Linked DNA regions of Sus scrofa: region 1 is linked to region 2. Evidence: chromatin contacts called from public HiChIP or PLAC-seq data. All regions are on one chromosome and are shown on one strand. The core of a region is the stretch at or near the end of the contact, and the rest is flanking DNA. Distances in the headings are between cores, read along the strand shown. Region 1 overlaps LOC100510918 (a long non-coding RNA gene). Region 2 overlaps TBC1D1 (TBC1 domain family member 1).

Region 1 (4,238 bases), core at 1,249-3,748, 580 kb before region 2:
AGTTTTATTTTCTGCTTTTTTATTACAAATATACTATTTCTGCTTCATCAAGAGATCAATTTGACTTTGGGGGACATATCAGGATCTTAAGCATTATTTAAAATATTATTTCATGGGGGAAAAATGTAATTGTAATGTATACATGTAAGGATAACCTGACCCCCTTGCTGTACAGTGGGAAAATAAAAAAAAATATATTAAATAAAATAAAATAAAATATTATTTCAAAGAGAAATTAATTGTAATTTCCAAATCAGTGATCTACACATATGAAGATGTAGAATGTAGCTTATTTCTAAGTTGGGGACTACTAGCTTTCTCCTGTCAGAATCGGAGACCTGCCAAGTAAGAAAAACTACTTCCCATTTTTCAGCTTATTTTAGAATGAGACTGACTTTCTGTTTCCAACCCTCTCCTCTATATTATGGAAACTGTATTGACATTTAGATCCTGGATTTAAGTTAGTCTGGTAAATATTGGCTGAACATTTACTATAGGTCTGGGGTGGGTATAGGGGTGCAAGAAATTTGTATATGATCCCTGCATTCAAGGGATTTGAGAAAACATACATACTTGCTTAATGATTACACAGTGCAGAATATGATGAGTAAAATTTAGAAAAAAGCCATGATATGGGAGTTAAAAGGAAAAATACATAAATCGATTCATTCAAAAACTGTGAGCATTCTTGGGTGGTTTGGGCCTTATCTTCAGGGAGCTTATAGGTTTGCAAAAGAAATCACATCGGTCAGGAAATCCCCCCCAAATCTTCATGGAGGAGGCTCTAGAACATCCCTGCTGGAGGGAGGGGGGCTCCACACTGCATTTCGGAGTCTGGAGAGGTCCCTGGGGCCCAGGGTCCAATGGGGGCTGGAACCACTCAGGAGTGGCATAAGGCGGGCTAGGAACCATCAGCTGAGGCCGTGCTGGGGGGAAAAGGCAATGCCGAGGAGCTGCCGCTTTTCCCAGCGGACATTGGGAAACCATGGAAGGTTTCTGAACCAATGAGGTGCAAGACTGTGTATAAAATGACATTAAATATAACTCATGTAATTATAATTAAATATAATGAAATTATATAATATAATTAAACACAATGACATTAATGATCATAGAAAGTTCCAACAGTGCAGAGCAGGAGGCAGCAGCTAGGGTATTGGTACCATGGGGAGAAACACAAATATATATGTACATACATGTATGTGTATGTATACCATCTCTTGCTCTACTCTCTCTCTCTCAGCTTCAGGAACTAAGCCAGCAAAGAGATGGCGTGTGAATTACACTCTAGGGAAGTGGCCCTGCCGCCTGCCTTTTTCTGCTCATTCCAAGTGTGTTGCATGCTTGCACCCAAACCCTGAAGCGTGACCTATGAAATGTCTCCCTCGGTGTAAGAGCCCAGTTGCACCAGTTTTCCTGGTACTTTTCTGGGAAAGAAGACTTCAGCTTTGATTTCTTTGCTTCCCAACCTGGCAAGCCTGTCTACACTCACAAGTGCTTTAGAAGTTTGCTAATATGTCTAGAAGAAAAAAAAAAAAAGCCTATATTTGGATCACTATGAACAGTAGAGAATTGTTCACTGCCCTCGTAATTCAGAAAGATTTGCTAACAGCAGGTGATATTAAAATCATAATAATGTTGAATCCAAGTGATAAGTATGAGGGTGATTTTTTTTTTTTCATTTCAGTGTTGTTCTGTGTTTTTTTTTCTTTAGTGAGCACATATGTCTTTTGTAATAAGAAGTGTGTATTTAAAAAAAAAAAAAGAAAAGCTAAGAAAGTAATGTGCATGTTGCGTGTAATTAAATGTAGGACCTGAAGCTCAGTTTGACAAGGTGGCCCCTTGAAAGCACCCTGGACCCGGAGGTGTGGTCCTGTGTCTGTGAGTTTTGACGGGGGTAGGATGGCAAGGGAGGGACCTTAGGAGGAGAGGCCCAGGAGAGGGGGCGACCGTCTCCTGATGCTTTGGCTTTTTACCTGCTGCTTGAAGAGCTGGACCTGTGTGTGTTCTTGGAACTGAAATTCTTCTTCAAAATAGCATGCATTTACCTTAAAAGCCACTCCAAAGAGAAAAAGTTAAAAAGCAAAAACCAAACCCCCAACCCAGAAAACCCAGCACGCTGGACTGCCTAGAGCCGAAGTTCCTATTTCTCAAGAGATAGAAATATACTTCCTGGAGCACAAGGTCCACTCACCCTCTCCCTGTGGTCTTTCGCCAGGATCTGTTGATTCAACGGGAAACAGAAGTGTCAGCAGTTGTGCTGGATGCGAATGGAGGGGTGAGGGGGGCAGATGCCTTCGCCTCCTCAAGCACCCTTAATACAGGGGCGCTGTGCGGTCTTTGCCAGGAGGATCCAGCTTCCCTCACGTTTCTTTCAGCTGCATTTGTTTGTGTTATTGTTCTTCAAGTTTTCTGGGTAACTATAAGCAACAGACCTTGTTAGTTCCTCTTGAGATTGGCCACTACTCCCCACCCTTATTTCTCACCTCCTGGCATCCTGTTTGTCTCCCTGACTCTGTCCCCCGCCCCATCCCCACCCCCACTCAGCTACCAGCCCTTTTAGCCATGTTTTTCTTCCCTCAGTTAGTTACTTTTAAATATCTGTTTTTATGAATGTTCTCACGCCTAAGGGGGCACGCCATATATTCAATTTTGAATTCACTGATCTGTGCTTTCTTCTAGTGTGAACCTCAAAGGTATGTCTCAATGTGTATTCCAATGACCATCTCCCTCCACTCCTTTTCTTGAAGACTCTGTACTTCCAGGAGGGGATATAAGGAAATATGGGGAACATTGAACTATGTGTAGGACTTTTACGGTGATCTTTGCCTGTTTAAAGTTTACTGGGTTATGATAGGGACAAAAGGGATCTATAGGGTAAACTGTGTTTATGCTTACTTATATCAGTGGAATCTTTAGCTTATTAAATTTTAGTCAACCGTGTATGTGAACTATTTGGACTTACATTTCAATTTTGTTTATTATTGTTACAAATGGATCCATGAGTTAGTGAACCGCATGAATCCCAGCACCCCTTAAGTTTAGCAGGTTTATGAGAAGTGTTAGAACAATTTTGGGGAGTTCCCTTGTGGCTCAATGGGTTAAACACCCTGGTGTGTCAATGCTGGGGTTCTGGTTACAGCTGTGTCGGAGGTTCAATCCCTGGCCTGGGAACTTCTGAATGCCGTGGGCAACCCCTGGCAACAAACCAATTTTTGGAATACTGTCACAAAAAAAGTCATCAGAACCACTGAATAAATAATTCTGCCTAGTAGTCACAGTATCCTCATAGGAGAGAAAACTTACTTTCAAAAAAAAAGAGGAAAACACTTTCGAAGCTCATTGATTACAATTTTTGCTACAGAGTAGTTTATCTAATCAATTTCCTTTCCTATGCTGGAGATAAGAAAGATGAAGTTCAAAAGAAGCAGAAATTAATAATGGTGGACTCCTAAATCATTTCTCTTAAGGTCTGATGTCTGGATGTCTGAAAAATGAGAATTTCCCTCAAATTCCTAATTTTTCTCCTTTCCCATATATTCATTTATTTGGCAAAATTTTCAAATACGATTCACTGCATTTCACTTAGTCCTGAGAAGATGAGGGTGTCTTAAAGAAGTTCCTGGAGATCCCACTGTGGCTCAGCAGGTTAAGGAACCAGTGTCATCTCAGTGAGGTTGTGGTTTGATCCCTGGCCTCGATCAGTGTGTTAAGGACCCAGCAATGCCACAAGCTGCAGTGTAGTTTGCAGATGCTGCTCAGATCCAGATCTGGTGTTACAGTGGCTGTGATGTAGACCTCAGCTGCAGCTCCAATTTCACCCTTAACCTGGGGAGCTTCCATATGCTGCACAGGCACAGCTGTAAAAATAAAAAGTAAAAAAAAAAGAAGTTCCCAAGATCCTGGAGGAAATAGGAGAGGTTTGGGTGCGGATTCATTTACCATGCTTCAGGAGAGATACTGTTGCTAAGATCTTAGTTTCCTGCCCCAAATAGTTCAGATGTTCCCCATTCTGCTACATTTGAAAGTACCTTTTCCAAATTCCAGTCCTTGGTATTTTGAGGTTTTGATTAGGTGCTGGTGCTATTAAAAGAGTAGTACCCTTTGGATGACAAAATTTTTCATATTTCTTAATGTATTTCCTTTGACTTTCTTCTGTACTTAAAGAAAAAGTACATTTAGAGTCCTTAAAAAAAAGATTAATTTAATCTACACCATTTGGTAGAGATGATCCAACA
Region 2 (4,364 bases), core at 1,078-3,577:
AACATATGCCTAGAAAGGGAATTGCTGGGATAGGTGTGTTTATATCTGCAGCTGTGCCACATATGGCCACATTCTGCTGCCGAAACCCTGAGCCAATTTATACTCCTCCTGCACGCTTATGCTCTTCTTTCCTCACATCCTCACCAATCCTGAGGTTAGCAAGCTCTTGAATTTTGTCAACCTGATGAGTGTGATATGTTATTATTTTCTCACTTTAATCTGCGTTTCCCTGGTTGCCAGTGAGATGTCCGGCTTTTCATATGTCAAATGGCCATTCAGTTTCCTCCTCCGTAAACTGCCTGTTCACATTGTCAGGCCATTTTTCTTTTTTTTTTTTTTTCCTTCTATTTGCTTCTTAAGGTCGAACCCGGGGCATACGGAGGTTCCCAGGCTAGGGGTCTAATCAGAGCTGTAGCTGCCAGCCTACGCCACAGTCTATGCCACACAGGATCCGAGCCACATCTGTGACCTACACCACAGCTCACAGCAACGCCAGATCCTCAACCTACTGAGCAAGGCCAGGGATCGAACCTGCGTCGTCCTGGATGCCAGTCAGATTGGTTCACCACTGAGCCACGATGGGAGCTCCTCTCAGGCTATTTTTCTACTGGGTTGTGCTTTTTTTTTTTTTTTTTTTTAAGTTGGTTTGTAGAAATTCATTAGAATTCTTTCTCCCAGAGTTCCCATCGTGGAGCATTGGGAACGAATCCAACTAGGAACCATGAGGTTGCAGGTTTGAGCCCTGGCCTTGCTCAGTGGGTTAAGGATCCGGCATTGCCATGAGCTGTGGTGTTGATCACAGATGTGGCTCGGATCTGGCGTTGCTGTGGCTCTGGAGTAGGCCGGCAGCTACAGCTCCGATTCGACCTCTAGCCTGGGAACCTCCATATGCCGCAGGTACGGCCCTAAAAAGGACAAAAGACAAAAGACCAAAAAAAAAAGCTTTCCCCTGATCTAGAAAATTCACTAAACCCTGGAATTCACCAACCCCAGAGCAGCTCCTCAAGCCTCACAGGTGATCGAGACTGACATCAGACACCTACCAGAATCCAGGGCGTAGGCATAAAGCTGCTTTAAGTTATAAGACATTAGAAGCAAGATGAGAATTCATGAATATTATTTAAGCATGCAGACATTCTAAGATAATCAGTCAGTCCAATCAATGTCAGTCCGAGCTGCAAATGTGTTTCCTAATCTTCAGCACATCAATCTCTCTCGATTATCGCCTTTGGCTTCCAGGACCTCCTCAAGGCTTCTATTTGGTTCGTGCGAGACTAGAGACGTCGTGGGAAGCTCTTGACCTGACCCTGGCCTTTTCTCCTTTCTCCTTTGCTATTTCCTGTCTTCTGATTTCTCTGCTGGAGCCAAGCTTGTGCACACATCCTTCAAAGCAGGAGGCTCAGTAAGGAAGCAGTGTAGGAATGGCACAGCTTGGGGAGAGTTAGAAGGAATATGATCCACTTTATTTATTTATTTATTTTTGTCTTTTTGCTATTTCTTGGGCTGCTCCCGTGGCATATGGAGGTTCCCAGGCTAGGGGTCTAATCGGAGCTGTAGCCACTGGCCTACGCCAGAGCCACAGCAACTCGGGATCCGAGCCGAGTCTGCAACCTACATCACAGCTCACGGCAACGCCAGATCGGTAACCCACTGAGCAAGGTCAGGGATCGAACCCGCAACCTCATGGTTCCTAGTCGGATTCGTTAACCACTGCGCCATGACGGGAACTCCTGATCCACTTTATATTTAAGTAGAATGTTAATTATAGCAGAAATCGTTGTTGTAGTAGCTAACTTAGGTGCCCAGAGCATGATCTGGGAGCCACACGACCTCGTGCAAAGAGGGCGGGCCAAGGTCAGACAGAGCTGGGTGGGGTGTCAGCCTATAGCTTACTGCAAGCCTGGAGACCTGGGCGAGTTTATTTAACATCCAAGCCCTATTTCCACAATCATAAAATAGAGGTAACGCCCATCCTTCAGGCATTTGAAATGCTCAAAAGCACTTCGGTAAAGTGGAGGGCAACCAATAAAAAAAACCAGCAGCATTTTTAGCATTTCCTAATTTATAATGTACTTTTGCATACATAGTTTCACTTCTTAGTAACCTTCAGTAAGTCCGAGTCTTCCATTTTTGACTCAAGTACCACCCCAATGTTCTTCCAACTGAAAGGTGCCAAATATTTTTCACCCTGACTTCTCTCTCTTGCCAACTCTGATCTGTTGGGAGAAGAAATCTAGCACTTAGTGGTGACAGAGTCACAGGCCCTGTCTGGGCTTGGCGGTGTCGTCACAGGTGATGAGGTCTGCTGTGGGTACCACATACTGGAGTGTGGTAATGACCACATCCATTTGCCAACCCGCCTCCAGCCTCTTGATTCACAGCAGCAAAGGGTCACTTCTGTTTCTAAGGGCTGGAGAGAAGTTGAGGGCAGTGTTGCAGGGAGTTCTTTCAGTTCAGTATGTTTGTTCTCTAGTGCATTCCAGGAATCTCTGACTCATTGCCACATGTGTGTCTGCATTTGAGTCCATTTGCAAAAATACACCTATTTCTTTGCATAAGACCCATCTCAAAAATGAAAGGCCATTCAAAGATATTAATAGAACTCTTACTTGTAACAGGAGACAGCTAGCTAGGAGGTGAGAGCCATGAACTGGGCCTGGTGTATTAAGTGATTAATTAATTAATTTTTAATTTTTAGGGTCGCACCTGCAGCATATGGAGGTTCCCATGCTAGGGGTCGAATCGGAGCTGTAGCTGCTGGCCTACGCCACAGCCACAGCAACGCAGGATCTGAAGCACGTTTGTAACCTACACCACACCTCAACACAATGCTGGATCCTTAACCCACTGAGCGAAGACAGGGATCGAACCCAGGTCCTCATGGATACTAGTCCCGGGTTTGCTACTGCTGAGCTACAATGGGAATCGCATCATTTTTAAAAAATGAAAAACTTTGAAATTGTTCTCTGAATTGGAGCAGAAATAAAGTAAAAGATGTAGTTAGTATAAGTGTCCTAAAAAAAGGGATAGATGGAGTTCCCGCCTTGGCGCAGTGGAAACGAATCTGACTAGGAACCATGAGGTTGTGGGTTCAATCCCTGGTCTCGCTCAGTGGGTTAAGGATCTGGCACTGCCATCAGCTGCGGTGTAGGTCTCAGACGCAGCTCAGATCCTGTGTGACTCTGGCTGTGGTGTAGGCCGGCAGCTGCAGCTCCGATTTGAACCCTATCCTGGGAACCTCCATATGCCACAAGTGCAGCCCTAAAAAGCCAAAAAAAAAAAAAAGGATAGACTGGTGAGGTCTAGAGGTGTGAAAGCAAATCCAATCCTAAGAGCTTTCTGGAGGAGGTGGTATTGGAGTTAGGAGAAATGGAATGAGTGCTTTTCTTAAGTAAAAGAAGAAAAAAACTCTCCAGGTAAAAGAAAGAGCAATGAGCAAAAAAAGAGAGACTTGGTGACTCCAAAAATCCACACTCCTATTTTGTTGGAGAAGAGCATACACAATCTTGGAATCAGAGGGAAAAGTCTGAAAAATCATCTGAGACCAGATGTGCAAGACCCCAGGCTGCCAAGCTGAGGAGTTTGGCATTTCTTGGAGTGGGGGGTGGGGGAGTGGGCATTTCTTGCCAGAAAGGTCTGGCGATAAAATGGCCTCATCAGAGAATGGATTTTCTAGGAGGTAAATCTGCTTTGTTGATTTTACAGATTCTTTCTCAAGTACGCTTTTTTTCCTAGACAACTTCAATCTGAAAAATATGTCATCCTTCCTAGCATATGTTTTTCAAAGTAAACTTAGTCACCATAAACGTATATGAGAAAAGGGGACATAAAAGCTAGCAGCAAACGCAGCCAATGTGGCCATCTGTTTCCGTGGCTCTGAGTAGAGATCAGCAAAAATAGCATTTAAAAAAAAAAACACCACAGAACTATGGCTGAAATCATATTTTCCAGTGTAGGTTTCCACCAGCGACGACTTATATACTTTTATTTGCCTGGCATTTCCCACAAAAGAAGGCATCTCCAGTACATCATGCAAAGCTATCCTCTGTTGCCTTACAAAGTCAAGGAACAAAAAAGGAAGGGAGGAGGGGAGGAAAATGATCTGGGGCTTGTGAGCAAATGTAAATCAAATGCCAAAGTGACCTTTTCAAAGTAATGACGAAGAAAAAACTATCAAACAATCTGTTCTGAACTTTTCCCAAAAAGGGGTGTAGGGTTTAAAAACAACAACAACAAAAAAACACAGTTCGTGGCGCCTGAAAGGCTATATTGGAATCTCAACTCTCTCCCTTTATTATACATTCTTGTGATGAGAGAAATTTCCTCCTCGAAAATGGTGACGTTATTTATTCCTTCAATGGTTG

What was found. HiChIP or PLAC-seq counts read pairs in DNA pulled down with a chosen protein or histone mark.
Region 1: a contact with region 2 is called in an H3K27ac HiChIP or PLAC-seq map of alveolar macrophages. The contact joins two enhancer-like sites. A contact is called at or near these places in 2 of 2 datasets of contacts at active chromatin or transcription factors (alveolar macrophages and skeletal muscle).

What each region holds. Positions count from the first base shown.
Region 1 is chr8:30,012,846-30,017,083 of Sscrofa11.1, reverse strand. All of the region lies in intron 1 of LOC100510918 (a long non-coding RNA gene), which reads left to right. Among named protein-coding and RNA genes, the nearest start is that of KLF3, 10 kb to the left of the region's middle. Within about 2 kb of position 2,498, at least 18 of the 83 cell types and tissues checked have an H3K27ac peak or open chromatin away from gene starts, as enhancers often do. A contact at or near this core is called in alveolar macrophages, where this site is marked.
Region 2 is chr8:29,428,549-29,432,912 of Sscrofa11.1, reverse strand. The region is part of intron 2 of TBC1D1 (TBC1 domain family member 1); the gene reads right to left. Among named protein-coding and RNA genes, the nearest start is that of TBC1D1, 60 kb to the right of the region's middle. Within about 2 kb of position 2,327, at least 12 of the 83 cell types and tissues checked have an H3K27ac peak or open chromatin away from gene starts, as enhancers often do. A contact at or near this core is called in alveolar macrophages, where this site is marked.